Regions from separate parts of the Hordeum vulgare genome. Here region 2 is linked to region 1. The links are chromatin contacts, called in public Hi-C maps. All regions are on one chromosome and are shown on one strand. Each heading gives the region's core, a stretch centred on a gene start, on an enhancer-like site or on the middle of the called end of the contact. The rest is flanking DNA. Distances are from core to core; before and after follow the strand shown.

The links. A called contact is a pair of places that touch in the nucleus more often than the background predicts.
Region 2: a Hi-C map of leaf shows a contact between it and region 1, with 5 times the contacts expected there. The contact joins the promoter of LOC123442710 here to the promoter of LOC123442709 in region 1. A contact is called at or near these places in 2 of 6 Hi-C or Micro-C datasets (leaf and seedling).

Annotation. Positions count from the first base shown.
Region 1 is chr3H:25,339,700-25,346,649 of MorexV3_pseudomolecules_assembly, forward strand. It overlaps LOC123442709 (peroxisomal fatty acid beta-oxidation multifunctional protein-like), which reads right to left and starts at 2,477. Exons shown (of 18, transcript XM_045118828.1): 1 at 2,106-2,477; 2 at 1,961-2,032; 3 at 1,191-1,253; 4 at 1,028-1,084; 5 at 830-897; 6 at 625-706; 7 at 471-526; 8 at 1-67. The coding sequence starts at 2,208. It also overlaps the pseudogene LOC123441414.
Region 2 is chr3H:25,496,516-25,503,465 of MorexV3_pseudomolecules_assembly, forward strand. LOC123442710 (asparagine synthetase [glutamine-hydrolyzing]-like) reads left to right here and starts at 4,285. Exons shown (of 11, transcript XM_045118829.1): 1 at 4,285-4,799; 2 at 6,775-6,916. The coding sequence starts at 4,485.

The sequences.
Region 1 (6,950 bases), core at 1,227-3,726:
CAGGGGAGCAAAGTGCATCAATAAGACCACGTTCTTTTCCTTCCTTGGCCGTAATGAACTTCGATTGCTGAAGCAAATTTTATGAATGCATTAATTATAACTGAGCATGATAGGAGTAAGATAGGATGAGACTAATTTCCAGATGATCACTACACGTACACTCCTTGTTCGAAAAAAAGGGTGCCTGTTATGTTCGGTGCTACATACATGTACCAGGCATTACAGTTTGAAATGAGATTCTTACTTATGCTTTAGTTTTTCAACATTCATTTTTCTTTGAAAACCTTCTTACTACAGGGTTGAATTTGAATGAATATAACTCAAGCCACTCACTTAAAATTGTTCTTCATTATTACATGTCTTTTGGCTAATTTACTCTGGACATGTTATTAATCAACTTAGGACAAGAAGTTTATCTGGCGATAGCTAGAACAGTGCAACAACTAACACAGAAGATAGATTAGACTCACCAGCATCATTTCTATTGCTTTTGGCAGACCTACAAGCCTCGGTAGACGCTGAGTTCCTACATGATGAGTAGAAAAGTTTCATGTCCATGACAGAACCCAATACAAAGCAACCAAATAAGAGCAGTAGTTCAAGCTGTCGGATCTAGTTCCCTACCTCCAGCTCCAGGAATCACACCAAGAGTTAGCTCTGGTAGTCCAAGTTGAGCTTCAGGGGTAGCTATCCGAGCATGACAACCCTGATATATATATATTGTATATATATATATATATATTTGCCATTTACATGATAAAAAAGGACTTAGGTTCAGATACAGGGTATGTAAAAATGTTCAGCAGGACAGGCAACAAAAATGACAGACCATAGTCAACTCTAGACCACCACCAAGAGCAAGGCCTTGAATTGCAGCGACAGAAGGCTTTTTGCCATCTGCATGTAAACAGGTTTTTACAATCAGGCCCAGATATCATGATCTCGATACAAACTAGAGCTACCTAAAGAGTTCCATTATTCAAAGACGACAGGAACTATGACAAAATTAGAAACAAAAATGCCAAACCTTCCATCATATTCGACACGAGCTCAAAAGACATATCTGGCAGATGCGACACATCTCCTGCGAAACCATGTTTAATGTGTAAGAAAATGAAAAGGACTCTCCTAGAAAGGTTTGGCTACCAACAACCAATTTGCCAACCGTGCAAATGTAGGCACCCGCTTACCAGTGTCATGAACTTTTGAGAATACATTTATATCGAAGCCTCCACAAAACTTGCCCACCGCGCCTATAAAATATAAAGTAAATAACAACAATACAGAACAGCAAGAAGTGTCAGAAATAGCAAGTTTCATTAACTGATTTTTTTCCAACCCTGGCCCAGATCCCTGGAATGGACAACTCCGTACGCCCCCCCTATGTCCAGTGACAAAACAAGAAGTATGCCTCTTGTTATGGCAGGTCAGTCATAGCACCATACATGCCTTGTACATAGATTTAGTCAGGGTACGTCCTTCCAAAAGTAGCAAAACTAGCACCCGGTGCCCATTTTTGTTTGAGATGTGGAGAAACAGGGGAGCTTCCGTGTAGCCGAAAATCTATAGCAAGCAGCAGCCCCCCTTCATACTTGAGTTAACTAATTTAGCGAGGTTCCCGCTTTCAGCCAAGCGGTTAGCATCACGATCACCAAGCTGACAGGGATGAGCAGAAATAAAATGATACGATGGCGACAGCTCCACGGCCATCCTATAATCAATATACACATACGAGGATAACCCCAGACCAAGAAACAGCTGGGCGGTCAACGGATTTGAGAGCGGACAGAGCAGAACAGCATCCAAAACAGAGCAGAACAGGAATCGCCACTGACTAACTTGAGTTCCACCAACAATCACATGAAAAGAAGAAGGCGTCACGGGACAGACCAGAAGCCCGTCGTCCGCAATTCCGCATCATTTGCGAGGGGTGTGGTGGAGCGGGGGAAGGAAATCTCACCGGTGAGCACGACGGCCCTGACGTCGTCGCGGTGGAAGGCCTCGGCGTACTTGTCCTTGAGCCCCTGGATGACTGCGCGGAGGAGGGACGGCGTTAGGTATAGTAGCAGCGGGAAGCAGGAGGGACGGGGTGGTGCTTTGCTTACTGATGGGGTGTAGAGCATTGACCGGCGGGTTGCAGATGGTGATGAGCGCGACGCCGTCGGCGCCCACCTCCATGGTGACGCGGATCGACCCCGCCGCCGCCATCGGTCGCGAGGGAATCGGTGGATCGGGGGGAGGGATGGGGGAAGGGAGGTGGAGGAAGCTGCCGGCACGAGTAGCTTGCACGCCTTGTTTTTATGGAGCTCGGGAGGGAAGACGAGTCGAGCGGAGAGAGAGGACTGACCGACCGGAGCCGCCGTGTTCAGATGGGTCCGTCGGGTCGGTCTGATCCGAGTCCGTTTCCTGGGAATTCGTTCAGACGGCCAAGCTATGGCGAAACCGCAACGAAGAAGGGGAATTCGCGGTTTGGGCCCACTTTGTCATTCGGTGTCGCATGCGGTCCTTTTTAGCAATCCGTTCCGACGGACGGTCCTTTTGAACAAAAAAAATTGAAATATCGTTGAATGTTCTACATATTTGCAACCTTCCGTGAAGAACAGACGTTCCTAATGCTCCGAGAAAATAGGACTTCGATGCTCGAGAAACTATTTCTAAAAGCATTTTGAAGAGCTGGTTTTGTTATTTTTGCCGGGACCTCCTCAACTATGATTTCAATCATGAAAAATCTGCACGCACGTAGACAAATAACTAAGCAATGTTTATTGTACAAAGATATTTTTTTATTGCTTACTATACTTTTCATAAGGATGCATATTTGGGATTGGGATTGGAAGGATCGTCTGATGCCGGGACCTCTCTCCTTTTATATGAGGAAAAACGAAACGTACCGCAAAAGGTCACTTTGCAGGCCTGCTCCCATGCATCCATCAACCATAGCGTAATGGAGACGGATGAAGAAAGGTATGGCAGAAACTTGGAAGCGATAGGCGGACACACGCAAGCAAGCAACCGTCTTCATTTCTGTATTGTACGTACTCTGTATGCACGTACGCAAGTACAATACTTCATCCGTCACAGTTTATAAGGCATGCACGTGTATCTAGGCCGTCAATTTGACTTATATAGAATATATTGTTTAATATAAAAATTATATCATTAAAAAATAAAAAATCTAAAGTTTCTAATAATATATTTTTTGTAATATATGTGTCTAGTTAAGTTGGTCGAATTGACGACCTAGGTACACGTGCCGGCATTATAAACTAAAACGGAGAAATTAATGTATTTCTTAGAGCTCGACGACGGTGCACATACGCTTCCCCGGCGGATTGGACATCCCACATGCAACGGAACTGATTGGACAAAGCAAATTGCAGTCAGTAGCCTTCTTTTGGATATTGTCGCATGTGTGCACTACTCGTAGCAGGTAATGATAGTATGATAGTATGATAGTACTGACAGGGAGGAGGATGCATTTCCATGCATGTGCTGGAACGGAGCCGGGCCTTTGATTGCTTGACCCTAATTAAATGGACCGGAACGGAACATGTGGAAGTAGCCAGGTAGGAACAAGGAAGACTGAATGAAGGTCAGGACGCACGATGGCACTACATGTGGGTCTTCATCAAGGATAATAAAGAGGGCGGGAGAGCAATCCTTGTAGTAGCAAAACTGAAAATTACAATATCAATAAATATTTACAAAGTTTTTTTTTAATATATGTGAATTTTGGAAAGAAGAATCAAGGCAACACGATGTTTGAGGTGCTCCCAAGCCAACATGACGTGACCAAAGGGGTGGGCATGCGGTGCCCTGATGGCTTAGGGCCACTCTGTAAGTTGGTTTGGGCCCTTCTTTCGTTGTAGGAAAGATAATTTATCAATAAAAATTCCTTTAAATTTTCAGTTCAGTCAGAGTTACAGATCTTCGGATATTTTAAAAACGGTGAAGGGATCAGAAAACGGCCGCGAAAACATAAGAGAAACAGAGAGATTGATCCAATCTCGAAGGAGATGCTGCACTCCGGGAGCCATGGCGGCCTTGGACTAGAGGGGAAACTCTCCTCCCATCTAGGGGGAAGACCAAGGAAGAAAAAGAATGAGGGGGGCTCCCTCCCGGTGGCGCCGAAGCGCCATCGGGGCAACCATCATGACGATGATATACACCAACAACTACGTCGCCGTCACCACCAACTCTCTCCCTCTCTATGCGGCGGTGTAAAATCCCCTTTTCCCCACTGTAATCTCTACTTAAACATGATTCATTACTAGGGAAAAGTCTAGCAGTAGCGCGGGTCATATGCTTATCAGTAGCGTGGACAGCTGCGCTACTAATACGATGCTATAACTAACCTTTAGCAGTAACCCGTGTCCACTCCAGCTACTGATATCTAGGGCTAGAAGTAGCGTCTGTTGCAAAGCGTGTTGCTGCTTAATAGCTGTACCGTCCTTGTACAGAAAGTGCTACTGCTAAGACCTCGTTGCTGCTAATGCCATACCTGCGCTATTGTTATTACTTTCTGGTTTTTTAGTCTGCTCCATATTTTGTGCTGCTAATGCCATACCTGCGCTATTGTTATTACTTTCTGGTTTTTTAGTCTGCTCCATATTTTGTGCTGCTGAATTTTGTTTAGGGTTTTATACAATAGTCTCTAGCATATCATATACACATACAAATCTGATCATATCATACACATACAAATAGTGTCATCAAATCAATCATGTCATCATCATAATCATCATCCAAGACAAAATGATGTCTCTCGTCATCATCTCGAAATAGCGATACGAGTTATGACATGTCTCGAGTAGTTGCAACTACATCGTCATTCATCTAAACAATGACATAGACGAGAAGAGCTATCACTATGAGTGAGAGCGAAACTATGCAGTACATGAGGCGGCGTTTATGATTCCTCTCTCACGCTAGCGTGAACCTCAAGTAACTAGCTTCTGCTTCTTGTCTTCTTTTGAAGCCTTAATGGCTGGCGCCCGCGAACCGCTCCACTTGCGCCTGACACTCGTGCCACTCGTCGTACACTCCCGGAACCTTTCCTATGTACCTCAAGGATCTAGGTACCTATTAGAGATGCATCTTCAAAATGAGAATGTACAATCATATGCAACAAAATATACTTGAGCAACACGAAAAGAAAGGGTATACAAATATATGCAACCTATAGTAAACATAAATGATGAACGCAGTTTCATCGTACTCAAACTAATTAACTAGAGGTACGCCGGTCATCGTACCCAAACTAACAAAGTAGCATTACGCAAGTTCGGCAGGGACTGTGGACATCACAAAGTTTCATCGCTACAGAAATTATACAAGTTCAACCGGCACATATCATCATCATCGGCATCCTAAATCACTAGAATTTCCATCCATCCATATCCTCGAGGATGCACCCTAGCTTTTTGAACGACATGAGGTTCTGTTGTTGCATGCCTATGCGAGTTCAGACGTCAGCTCGCGATAGAGCCGTGGTGGAACACCCCCTTCTCTTCGTTGACTTCTTTAATGATGATCGTCGCATTGTCCCTCTCGACGCGAAAGAAGTCATCTCTAAGTTTATAATCTGCTTCATCTTGGCATTCTACCCACTTGTAGATATGATCATCGCTTCTGGTTGTCATGGGAAGCTGTTGGTGATCCCTTCTGTACTCCATCATGAGATGGAAGAGGTAGAATCCATCGTTCCCGCTTGGTTTCATGACATGGATGCAACAGAAGTTAGTTTTATGCCCGAAAACCGGCTTGCGGTTTTGTTTCCTTATCTGGAGGTGGCCACCCCTCAAGTTGAAGCCATGGAGAGCATCATCTAGAATATTCATTATGTGGGTGTAGTCCTTCTTCTCGTAGTTTCTGGTAGGGTCCAAATACACGGCATGGGAGACTCGAGGGTAAAGAACGATAAGGATGGCGCATCCGTTGCTGTGGTTAAAAAAGCCTCAAATTACTCTCCATTTGAGCGAGAAGGAATGATTGAAATGAACAAAAGGGTTGTCCGACACTGACTTACTTTGGATGATAAGGAAGGAGGACAATTTCCTGGTCCTTATTCCTTATCATGAAGTTTTCGAGGTACTCCCTAGCAGTTTAACGCTCAAAGTCATCGAGACTCAGGAAGGACTCGTGCACATAGTATGGATCCGCCACATAGATTTGCGAGACTTGTTCTCTCTTCACGACGGAGTTCATATGTAGCAAAAAAGGCGGACGGTTGTAAAATCGAGCCGCCTTGTCAGAAACATCTCGAAGATATGGTCAAAACGCAGGAAGAACACCTCCACGGGCCGTGTGTCGACGTAGCACTTCCCCTTAGGCACACGACCATGTATGTCGGATATCCTGGATCCTTCGAGCCTAGTAGGCTTATCTCAGTCGACAACACATGGTCGTGCAGTCTCCTGAGATCCTGTGATATGGCCTCTAGCGGTTTCGACGGTAGGATCGGCTCGCCCGCGGCATGGAACATGACCTCACCTATGATGGATACATGCTCTGCAAAATCCGCCGTCTGGCTGTTGTGTATTGCACGTGCACGTTTACTAGTGAATGAGAAGTGCATGACAATATACACAGGGTCTCGAGAAATTATTCGGACGTACATTTTGCGCAATTAAGTTGTAACAACTAGTCTCCAGCAAAGTAGATCTGGTCATCTGCCAAGATACGTCGCTTCAAGCATTGGCCGAGGAGGTTGATGCGGTGTTAGAGCCATGTGATCCAGTGGTAACGTTGGCCGGGGCTGACCACGAGAGGGCCGGCAACATGACTTCCTTCGACTGCAAGACGTTCATGAGCTGCACAATGGATGGTCGCGCGCCTTGGCGTGGGTGCGTGCACCAAAGCCCAACGACCAACGCACGATGCATCTGCCACTTACAGTTGTCGTCAAGGTGCTGGTTGTCCCCATGTAGCCTTTTATCCACCGCTTCAAG
Region 2 (6,950 bases), core at 3,035-5,534, 160 kb after region 1:
GCCACCGAGCGCCCTGGGCCCAGGACTTTGGTCGCGGTTCGTCTTCCGAACCGCGACTAAAGAATTCATTAGTCGCGGTTCCTACAGTTTCGCGACTTATGGGGCTGGACGGAAGCCTCTTTTTCTACCAGTGGTAGCGTATCTCCACCCATAGGTGACCGCAGGGTTTTATAGATGAGGCGAACAACTTGCCGTGGCATACAAGTTGGGAATGATAGCTAGGATACGTTCGTTACAAGGAGATCGAGGGGATCGAGAGAGAGATGCTAACATAATACAGGAGAGAGAGAGAAAAATCTCTAGGACTCTACTCTATCTACTCTATCTTATGTTTAACATGTCCTATGTACCACCTTTCATGCGCATGCAAATCATTCACATCACCAAACACATTCAATCATTCGACTTTCCATCACATGCATGCTCTTCACATTATCAAGCGCTCATGCAAGCATTTAACTTTTTTTCACTTCCTATCACATGCAAGCCCTTCCCATCTTCAAAGAACATAAACGTCCTCCTCATCGTTAGTTTTTATTTTTATTTTTATTTTTATTTTCCAACAATAACAAAGTTTTTTTGAAACGGACGCAAAACATTTGCCTCATCGATTAATTAAAAAGAAAATAGTTGCTCAGTTAATTTATGAAAAACCGGACCAAAACCGATACATACTTCCACATACGGAATACTCGCAAAGAAGAAAACGCCAACACCGCTCAAACAACCCTCTAAACACGAAACAACTGCAACACTCAATGCTTGTAGAACACAATAAAACTCCTAACGAGCACACCGACGAAAACCGATCACACTCCATCATGAAATCACGGACGCCTTTTGGATGACATCACACTTCTTGCTTTTGTTCTTCAATTTATCCTTGCTTGGCTTCTTCTTCAGAGGGCCACTTATCTTGCTAGATGTTGGCTGATCAGCCAGCCATTTGTCAAGAAATTCATAAAACTCTTTGAATTTTGTAGTGTCGTTGTCGTCAATCAACAAGCAAGAAGGACCAGTCATCAACACACTATGTGCATCGACATGCTCAACAAAAGGAATCACCGACATGACCTCATCGACAATAGGAACCGCTACGACGGTGGACTCAGGCACCTCCGGTTGCACAAATGACCTTGACGACACATGCCCCTCACACGAGGCTACCGATGAGACCACCACCAAATGCTCCACGGAGAGAGGCGAAGCACGGCTAAAACATAGATCTCGTAGCTAGGGCATGACCTGCAGCACTGGAGTCTCGAGCATGACGACGGACTTGCACGAGAGTGACGATGAACCATTTCCAACATGAGGGGAGAAACATCCATATAACTCTTGCATCCCTTCCTCTATGGATCTAACATCTTCCGCACCAGAAGGGCAGGACGCCGGAGTGGTCTGTGACATGGGCAGGAAGCCGGAGTGGTCTGCGACATAAGCGGCGCAAGGGAGAGCTTGGTAAGAGCAGCCTTCGCGTGCTCCAAAAAACTTCCAACCCGTACCAGTCAATTTTGCAGCAGTGTTGTCTAATTAGCCAGAACGGAATGCAACATCACATCAGGCGGGGTTGCTGGGCGAACAAATAGCCTCAACCTTTTCTTTGTATTTCTCCACACCGGTTCAAATGAAACACAACTGATTACATGAAAGTCTTATAGCCCAGCCAACCCAACGCCTGAGCAACCCACTCCAGCGACTTACGCACACGCACGCGTAAACTCCACGCCGGGCTTCCCTCACATGATTCGCATGACTCAACCTACTTCTTTGTCAGCCACTCGCTCCTTCATAAGACCCGGTCAAACATCGAGGCATCTAGGCTACACATACTAAAAGACTAACAACACATGCAACTTCACATCCGCTGCTATAGGCCTACTACTACCACCACGAGGACACACACGCTACACACATACATACACGACCATGACCCAGCCTACGGACCCAACCAGACGCACCAACACCGGTCGACGTCGATCGCACCGTGCTCTGTCACGACTTATTCCTAACACCCCGCCAGCAGCTTGGACAGAGCGGCTCAGCGCCGACTGCGGCCCCGGGGCCCGATCCAGATGGGATCGAGCAGCGGACAGGGCTGGTTGCAGGACGACGCACCGTGCGCAGCCAGCAGACATCTCAGCTGGAGGCGGCGACAGCATGCCCGCCGGGGCGCGAAGCAGCGCTGGGTTGGCGGACGGGCAGCTGCCGATGTAGACGGAAGGGACGATGCGTGGTCGCCAGGACGCAGCTCCCACACCCGGTTCCTAGTAGGAGGGAAGGGGAGATCAGACGACGTGGAGGCCGGATCTGGGAGCGGCAGACGAGGGGGTGGCCGGAGCAGAGAGATCCGGCCGCCGCGGCCGCGCGCTCACGCGGTGACGACTACAGTCGCGAGAGCCATTTGCAGGTCGTGTTTCAGCAACAGGTATAGTCTCCCCCCCCCACCCCACCCCACACCAACAATAAATAATTGAAATTTAATGTCATAAGACAATATAACATGTCTTCATCCTTCATTTATTTTTCAGCACAGTACTGACGCATGTGGTTATATATACTCACATACATTTATTTTTATAAACGCATACAGACACATCATACCTTTATAAACATCTTTTAAAAATTAAGCCGACACATTATCTTAAGATTAATAAAGTCATCACACACGTTATTATAAGGGCCATGATAACGTCCACACGTGTGGGTGTTAAGGGTGTTGCTCACATGTTCTGTGTGGTATGTAAGGAAAACAGCCCACACGTCTATGTGTGGACAAAACAGTTAACGCCCACACTGCATGCATGCATGTGGATATCTTTTTGAAGTTTTAATTTTTAAAATATTCTATCTTCTAAATAAAAAAATCTGATTGAAGATCCGTTTTTATCATTAAATCCATCGCAATGGGATTTTCGAAACTAGATCTCATATTAATATGTTTCGATGGAAAAAAATCGGACAACAGTTGCCATGCACTGTAGTTGCCATGATATGTTTCAGCTATTTTTTTCTACATTTAAAATTAAATTTTAACCTATTATAAAACAGAGAATTAAAAAACTAAACTTGCCATGAATCATAAACTAAAATCAAAATGATTAATTAATAAAAATTGCCGTAAAAAGTAGTTAAAAAATTGTAGCGGTAGCTCTAAATCTAGAAAAAAAATAGATAAAACATGTCATTGTAACTTTAGTAAACACTATGACAACTACAGTGTAAACATCATGACAATTTTTGGTCAAAAAATATTCATCGAGCATGGTCAAAATTCAAAAATGCCATGATCTACAAACTAAATTTACCGTGATGGATTAGTAAAAATTGTCATGAGCCATGCAATAAATTTATTGTAGTTAATTACTAAAAATCACCGTAAAAATAGTTGAAAATATAACATAGCTTTAAATCTAGAAAACAAATAGATACAATATGACATGGCAATTGTAATGTAAACACTACGGTAACTACAGTGTAACATCATGACAATTGTTGCAAAAAAAAATCATCAAAATATATTAACATGGAATTTAGTTTTGAAGATCTCGTCGGAACGGATTTAATGATGAAAATAAATTTTTAACTGAATTTTTTAATTAGAAGATAAAAAAAATTAAGCCGGAAATCAAAAAGGTTTCTCTTGAGATAGAAGTGGGCGTGTGAGCGAAGTGGTTAAACCCCACACACCAGCTCAGTCCTACGTGATACAAAAAAATGCCAAAAAATTCTAAGATTAATGTAAAGCACAAAACGAACGCAGATCCATATATTAGGGCGATTTGCAAACGTCCACACGTATGGACGTTATTTTTTTATATAATCGATAAAAACATCTCCTTCTAATGAACATACATCTTTATAAAAAATGTAAAATAAACGTAGGAAAATACAAACATCAATGTTAAGTCTACGATTGAAACTCCGGGCAGGAGTACACCGTCCTAACTTCACACTTCTAGGCTGAAAAAGGTGCGGTGCTATTCTCACACACCATTTTATTCATTACTAAAAAAGTTCAAAACAACGAGCGGGTCGTTATCTACCTAATTTAAAACCGGAGGCTGTTTTCTAAAAATAGAAAGCGTCGAGGATTGATTCGATACCGCTAGCTGCTAATGGATGATGCGAGAAGAGAAACACGTGGAGTACATGCATGGACATGTAACAGGAAGAAACGCACGCATGCAAGCAAGGTGCCGACGGATGATGGTAGAAGTGGACAAACGAAGCCATGGCCTGATGTGGTGCGGTGGCCACAAGAAAATCCGACGAGGCCGTGCATGTACGACGTGTAGCACGCCATCTCCGGCCAGGCATGAGGCATCTATCTATCTAATCTACCTACAAGTAGAGCCAAGCCTTTGCTGCACAGCTTCATGCACAATTCAGATCGACTACGTACCTCGGTGTTGGCTGTAGACAACGATCGACGACGACGATATCCAGCGAAGCAGAGGAAAGCATAGCAGTCTGAGCATATCATGTGCGGCATACTGGCGGTGCTGGGGTGCGGCGATGAGTCGCAGGGGAAGAGGGTGCATGTGCTCGAGCTCTCGCGCAGGCTCAAGCACCGCGGCCCGGACTGGAGCGGCCTGCACCAGGTCGCCGACAACTACCTCTGCCACCAGCGCCTCGCCATCATCGACCCGGCCTCCGGCGACCAGCCGCTCTACAACGAGGACAAGTCCGTTGCTGTTGCCGTCAACGGGGAGATCTACAACCATGAGGAGCTCCGGGAACGGCTCCCCGGCCACAGGTTCCGGACCGGAAGTGACTGCGAGGTCATCGCCCATCTGGTCAGTCACCCACCACACACCAGCATTCTTCTCCTGCTTGATATATTAAACCACAGAATTACAATCCACAAATTTAGAACATGTTTGTTAAACACTAAGTATGGTGAATCCGTAAATTCTACTCCCTCTGTTCCCTTTTAGTAATTTCAGTATGAATAACGAATGTATATAAATATATATAAACATACTCCCTTTTCTAAATGTATATAAATTTTAGTAATTTCAGTATTAATTACATACGAGTATTTTAGGGTATAGTAATTCATATGTAATCCATAGTAAAATTTCTAAAAAGAGATATACTACCTCCGGAGGGAGTATTTAGAAAAGAAGAGGGTAGAAGACAAGACAAATATACTCCAGATAATCTCTCGAGGTGTGCTTCGGTAGACCCCCTCCACAAAACGTAGAAGGAACAACATATACCCATCTCGTATTGTACACTACAAGATGTTATACATATACAATACGAGGTGGATACAATGTAAGATACGTACGGCGGTCTATAGTTCACAATACGAGGTGGATATATGTTCCCTTCTACTTTTTGTGAGGGGGGGGGGGGGGGGGGGTGTTCTACGGAAGCGAAGGTGTAATATCTATATGTCCATATTTGTGGCTTGGTATATTAATCAGCGGTATTAAAGTTAAGTAGATCATTGTATCTCTATATGTCCTCATCTGTCGAATCAAAGATTTATAAAAAAGAAGATCTCCTCGAACATACATCGGTGGACATGGTTACACATGTACCCAAATAATCAGTAAGATTTAGAAAAATTTCACAGAAAATTAAATATTTCTAAATCTGGTTGAACAAATATGTTCGAGTGTTCTATCCACTTGATTTTCATGAAAAAATGGCATCCATTTTGTACAGGGCGACAAAGAAAAAAAGTAGTTGACCTAAATGGTTTGAAAATGCTCGGCTCATTAAACTCGTTAACCTTAACAAGAAAACTATGATTGACTATGTTCGTTTGAAGCACATTAAGCTCGAAAGTACTTCAAATGAATAAACCCTTTTGCTCCAGTTACGATGTATTCACAGTGTACTTCTAATGCAGGAAGATGATCACCACATGATGAAATACGCTAGTTCTTGTCTTCGATGGGTTGAGTTGGGTCGATTAGATGGAATTGATGGATTGATGTGCCATGAAATGTGGCCACTTAACATAAGAATATGGGTTGTCTTGTATTAATGAGCTGCTCGTGGAACTTGTTAAGCTCATTAAATTTAATCTCCTCATTAAACTCATTAAGTTTAACAAGTTGAAACTAGTAATGATTAGCTATGAGTTTAATGAACTGAGCCACTGAGCATTCATTAAGCTCGTGAGGTACGAGCTTTTGGTCCACCCCTACCACGGGTGTGATTTCTTTGTGAAAATTGACATGGGTGTAGAACACTAGACCATGTATGTATTAGCTTAAACAAACCCAATTGAGACACGTCCTAGGTTGTGGTCTGCGTCTTCGACTCTTGTTTTATATGTGGTCTCGGTTTGTGTCTGGGTGCTGGAGGCTAAGCCCTGATGAGTTTGTGGCCGAAGGCCCACACTATGGGCTGCACTTCGTCTAGGCGTGCATGGCTCGAATCAGCGAGCGTGTGCCGATGCTAGCGGTTTTTTTTTTGCAGGAGAGATTACAACCAGCAGCAATAACGAATTAACCATAGGCATAAAATACTTTTTGCTCCAATTCAAGGTGTGGCGGCTGCCACACCTTGCCCATAGGGGTCCTCCGCCAGTGGACACGGGTGTAGAGCACTCGACCATTTTGCTTAAAAAAATTAGCTTCTTTTATTTATTTTGCTATTTTTCCGAATTTCACTATTCATGTGAGTGCATGCATACTCGAGCTAGAGTCCCATTTTGAGATCCTTGCACGACTAAAAAGAAATAGGCACAACCCTTAAGTGAATTCTTATTTTTTGTCATGACCTGACTACTTTCTCCCTTTTGATATGTAGTATGAGGAACATGGAGAAAGCTTCATTGACATGTTGGATGGTGTTTTCTCGTTCGTGTTGCTTGACGCACGAGATCACAGCTTCATTGCTGCTCGTGATGCCATTGGTGTCACGCCTCTCTACATTGGCTGGGGAATCGATGGTATAACACTCTCAAAAGTGCTTGAGGAATCTTT